Regions from separate parts of the Mus musculus genome. Here region 1 is linked to region 2. A link is a contact called in public promoter capture Hi-C data. All regions are on one chromosome and are shown on one strand. Each heading gives the region's core, a stretch centred on a gene start, on an enhancer-like site or on the middle of the called end of the contact. The rest is flanking DNA. Distances are from core to core; before and after follow the strand shown. Region 1 holds the start of A430033K04Rik (RIKEN cDNA A430033K04 gene). Region 2 holds the start of Cux1 (cut-like homeobox 1).

Evidence for each region. Promoter capture Hi-C pulls out the DNA fragments that hold promoters and counts their contacts.
Region 1: a promoter capture Hi-C map of liver shows a contact between it and region 2, with 3 times the contacts expected there. The contact joins the promoter of A430033K04Rik here to the promoter of Cux1 in region 2. A contact is called at or near these places in 2 of 39 promoter capture datasets (both in liver).

Annotation. Positions count from the first base shown.
Region 1 is chr5:138,621,475-138,624,211 of GRCm38.p6, reverse strand. A430033K04Rik (RIKEN cDNA A430033K04 gene) reads right to left here and starts at 1,353. Exons shown (of 4, transcript NM_183025.2): 1 at 1,224-1,353. The coding sequence starts at 1,262.
Region 2 is chr5:136,566,085-136,568,784 of GRCm38.p6, reverse strand. It overlaps Cux1 (cut-like homeobox 1), which reads left to right and starts at 1,295. Exons shown (of 23, transcript NM_001291234.1): 1 at 1,295-1,607. The coding sequence starts at 1,545.

The DNA.
Region 1 (2,737 bases), core at 104-2,603, 2.1 Mb before region 2:
AAATTAATTACTATGTAGTAGAAAACACACACACACACAACGAGCAGCACTGGACCTCTTGGCAGCCTTATAGGGCCTTGGCACTTCCATCACACTCTTCCACAGTTCACCCCACATTTCAGGTCTACTCAGTATTGCTAAATACTCCAAGAGACCCGAGACGGGACGATTATAAGCATTTCGGTTCAGGCACTTCAGAAACCTACTACCTGGAAAAGACATGGAGGTGGGGATGAGGACATCTCACAGTTCCTATGGGGGAAGTAGACAAAGGTATTCTCATAAATTGTCCTAGCCTAGAGTGGGGGGGGGGGGGTAGGACAGAAGACACAGTCTTTTTAAAACAAGGACTCAGGGGTTTCTTCTCTACTTTACTCTCTTCACACACAAACATCCTCAGGACTAGAGAGACAGCTCAGCAGTTAAGAGCAATTGCTGCTCTTCCAGGGGACCCGGGGCTTGGTTCCCAGCATCCACATGGGGAAACTCACAGCCTGCTGTAACTTCACTTCAGGGGAATCAATCACACGCCATTTTCTGGCACTGCCCTCATTTGGTGCACTCAGACACACACAGACACACACAGACACACACAAACACACTTAAAAATCAATTTTTCTCGTACCTGGAGGAAAACAAAACTTTTTTTTTTTGAAAAAAATATTGGTTTGAGATTACCATAAGGAAAATATATCATTTGGAATAAATGGGAGGCTTTCAAAAGTGCAGCTGCTCTGCAGAGTACCTGTAGTAAGCCCAGGACCATACAAAATGGGTGAAAGGGGAAATTTTCGTGTTGGGAGTGTGGGCGAGGATGTGGAAGAACAGGTAGTAGACTGCAGTGGAGCTGGCTTAGGTTCTGGGTTTGCGACCCTGTTTCCCATTCATTTGTGAAGTTCGGGCTAGGTGGGCCACGGAGAGAACGAAGGGACTGGGGATTCTAGAAAACATAGTTCCTTTAGTGAATGACCGTCACATTCAGAGACTCTCCCCTGATGATCCACCAAGTCCTCGCCACGCATGATCCGGAGCAAACAGGCAGCCAGAGCAGAGCTGCTCAGAAAAGGCGCCAGAACCCTCAGGTAGAAGGACAGGACGCCCAGGCTCCAGCAACCCCGCAGCCCAGGGGATCCAGATCAGCTGCCCAGGAGGCCTCACCGCAGACCCTGCTCTGCCACAGCGCTTCCCGCACTGTCACCTCCGGGCGCCACACGTACACTCACCATGTCCACTTCTGGGAGCCGCTGGCGTCTTCTCACCATCGCCCAGCACTTACAGCGTCACCGCGCCACCGAAGCTGAGCAACAGCTTCCCTAGCAGCATACAGTGATTCCAATATGGAGGGTCCCAGACAAAGGCTGGTTGACAGCCAAAGCCCGCCCCTACCCTCCGTTTGTGTGTCTGATTGGGCACGTCTTGAGGCTAGGGCCTCTGATTGGACAGAGCTTCAGGTTCTCTGTCCTCTGAAAGACAGTAGTTGGCTCCAGCTCACAGCTGAAGGAGCTCAGGTTAACAGGTTCTTAGCTGCAGCTGTTGGGGACTCTGGCTCCTGTCACGTCTCCAAGTTTGGACTTCTATAGGAGGCCTGACCCTCGGTCTTCTCCAGCTATGGGGTAGCCACGAGTCCTGTCGCGTATATGCACAAAGACTTCAGCCTCTGTTAAAACCTTATGCCTTCAGGTCCATACGCGTTGCTTTTAGCCTGCTAAAGTCCTCTCTGGACCACAGCTCACATTTGCTTTTAATTCTATACATAAAGTCATATGTGATTATGAGTTAAGTATGTGTACATGTGTTTAGTCGAATAAACAAATGGGAAGATGTCCGTTTTCAAAATCATCTCAAAATTTCTGAAATCTGCTCTCATTAGCTTTGCCTTCAAAATGGAAAGAGACTTGTAAAAGTTTTCTTATATTCAGATTAAAAATTGCAGGCAAAGTCAACCTTGGTGGCGCGTGCCTGTATGTACTCCTTAGCACTTGAAAGACAGAGTCAGGGAAATCGCAATCTCAAGTTCAGCTTGGCTACAGGATGAGTTTTATGGCACCTTGGGACGCATATCTAAACCCTGACTTGAAATAAATGAATACACGTGATGTTGATTGCAATGACCCATTGCACCTAAAATATCTTTATAATCTGACCAGTGAAAACTTGATGACTTTTATGTGCTATTGGGACAAGATCTTCAAACGTATTTAGATTCTAGCTTGCCTCCACTCAGAACAGCTACAAAATCCTTTTGAGAGCTATGACTTTCCTGGTCTCAGGAAGTAGAAGGGACTGCTCTATACATATTTTTGTAAGCTCAGCAACATCTAATAAGAGGAGATGGAGATCAGTGTCTATTCGGCACCTTTTGTTAGTCAAGTGACTTGTAAGCAGTATCAAGTCCTCGTAACCTGCTTTTCTCTGTAGTCCAGGGAATGATCTGGGGTTTTGAATAAATGTGTTTACTGAGTATATAGCAAGGAAAAAAAGTAAAAGGATAAATTGCATGTCGTTGATTGACAGAACCAGCAGAGTTTACAATACTCAGTAAGGACAGCTGGAGGAACCTGACTAAGAGAGCTAACAGGCTGGAGAAATGGCTTAAGAACGTTTAAAGTTCTGTCCTGAGGACCAGAGTTCAAATCCAGCACTCATATCAGGTGACTCAAAACCATCTGTAACTTCAGTTCCAAGGGATCGTATGCTCTCTTCTGGCCTTCGGGGCACCTTCATGTACATGTCTGCA
Region 2 (2,700 bases), core at 46-2,545:
ACAGAGGCTTTTGGGTGCAGTTGCAAGACCCGGGAACACTTGTATTCTTTAAATCTCGGGGGGACTTTCATTTCCAACCTCGTTCTCCAAAAATATCGATCTCACCGCAACCGAATAACGCTAAGCCCTCAAACTTGGCTCAGAGAGCAATTATTTTCTACTGTCATGTTTGGTGTTCCATACAGACGTTATTTACATATAATTTTCAAGATTAAGGAATTTAGGGATTTGTCTTAACTAATTACACGTTCACCGAAGTGCAGCAAAGTGAAAACACTGTGTTCCTACTGTAAACGCAAACTCTCTGGTGTGAATAAATCCATTAAAGATGACGATCCTGAAACGCGTGCTTTGGGTCTAGAAGGAAATGTAAAGAGAACTTCCTTCCCCCCACTCCCGGTTTAAATGTGAGCGTTTTTGTTTTTTTTTTTTTTTCTTCTTCAAAACTTAGGAACGAGCGCTCAGTTTCAAGTGCACTGCACGCTCTCAAACTTTCTGCCTGCAAAGACGGAGGCGCGGAGTTGTGTGAACCCCAGAGGAAGTTTCTGGGGTTGTGTCGCAGAAGCATGGTTGGGACAGAGTTGTGCTCCAAGACTTGCCCCAGTCCTGGCGGACGCTGGAGCGGCTCTGAAGGGTGGGGAGGCCGTCGCCACTCGCTGATGTGTCCCGGTGCAAGTTGGGGATTGCAACGGAATGTGTAGGACGTGAATGGGAGTCGCGGCGGCAGCAGCCGCAGGCTCCAAGGCTTGGTGGTCAACCCCCTCCGCCCCCTTTACCACGACACAATTGCACTTCCTTGAATATGAAACACTGTTCACGACCGCTGTGGTCTGGAGGTCCCCCAGCTGGAGCGCATAGGGGAGCGGAGTGAGGTCACCCGCAGCCCCGGCGCGCGGGCTGGCCGGTGGGGTCCCGACCGCCGGCTGTGCAGGTGGGCTCCGCTCGCTCCACCGCGCGCACCGTGCGAAAGAGCGCAGCGCCCGCGCCCCGCTGCCGCAGCGCAGCCCACTGTCCTCAGGCGCGCAGAGCGAGGGGCACCTTATCCTAAAGCGCTGGCCACCGGCGACCGCGACCTTCCCGGGGGCGGGGGTGTTGGGGAGGGAGGGCGCCCTTTAGGTGAGCTGCGGGGTCCGGAGGAGACCCCGCAGCGCCCCCTCGAGGCCGGGCCGCCGTAGGGTCGCAGCGCGGCCTGGGAGGGGGGCTTGTGGCGGGGCGCGCGGGAAAAAGGGTGAGGGGTCGCGAGGGCCCCGGATGCCCGCGCTCGGGCTGTGGAGAGAGAGCGCGGCGCGCGCGCGTCAAGGCTGCCGCCGCCGCCGCCGCCGCGTTTCCCTCAGGCTTCGGACTCCATGGCTGAGGCGGTGGCGGCGGCGGCGGCGGCAGCGGCGGCGGCGCCGTGAGGAGGAAGGAGTCCGCGTCCGCGGTGGCTGAGGCGGCGGCCGGCTCCAGGCCGGGTTTTGGCGCCCGCCCGCCTGCTGCCTCCTGGCGGCTCCTGAACTCCAGCCCCCTCTCTATCAGCCTCTCACTCCGTCTCAATATGTCTCAAGATGGCGGCCAATGTGGGATCGATGTTTCAATATTGGAAGCGCTTTGATTTACAGCAGCTGCAGGTCAGGCTTCTCGGCGCTCGGCCTCGCGCCCGGGGGGTGAGGGCTGCGGGCGGTCGCGGCCTCCCTCAGGAAGGAGGGTGACACTCCGGGCTGCCAGGGCCCTGGCGGGGGTGCTGAGGCGACGGGGGAAAGCAGGAGGGGGGTGCCGGGAGAAGAGCGGGGCCGAGTCGGCGGCGAGTCCCTCGGGCTCCCCGGCTCTCATTGATCACTCGGCTTGATCAGAAATTGATCCTCTTTGTTCAATTCATCGATCAGCCCAAGATGGCGCCGGAGCCGCCAGCCGCCACCAACATCTTTGCCCCCCGGTGTCTGCCCCCTTCAACCCCGGAGGGTGTCTTCCTCCCCACCATCATCGCCATCATCATCCTCATCGTCCTCTCCGCCGCCGCCGCCTACCCCGCGCGCTGTCGTTGTCGCGGGACCCTGGTGGAGAGGAGGGGGGAGCGGCGGTCCCCCCCCCCCACGGGGGCTCAGTGGGAACTCGCGCGCGCTAAAGAGGGGGACGCGCCACGGGGTGGCTCTGGAGGGGTGGCAGGGCTGCAAAGAAGGGGAGCTGCGGGACGCTAGTCCCCCTCGCGCCAGTCACGTCCTTCCTTCCCCCCGGCTCAGCCCCGTCGTATTCCCGGGGAAAGTTTGTGGGGAGTTGCTGGTGGGGGGTGAAGCGCCTGTCTCTCTCTCTCTCTCTCTTTCCTCTGTCTCCTGGAGGAGAGAGTCGCGGACCGCCGCCGCCGCCGCCGCCACTGCCCCGCCGGCGCGGCGGAGCTGGAGCTGGTGGCGCTGTGGTGCCGCCGGCTCCGGGGGAGGGTCAGATCGGCCACCGGCGGCTGGCGGCGGTGGCGGCGACGGCCAGGCTGGCGGGTGGCCCCTTGTCGTGAAGACGGCGGGTGGCTTGGAGCTCCTGGCTGCTCCTTGATCGTTCCCCTTGGGCCCAGCTGCCACCATTCCTCTTTCCACTACTCCCGTAAGGGATTGTCAACCGGTGTCGCCCCGGCCAGGGCACCGGCTACCCGGTGTGGCGGGTCCCTCCCCCACCCCGTTTGTTTACGTCCCGGGGCCAACCCGCAAGCCCCGCGCTCTTTTGTGTGTCTTCTGC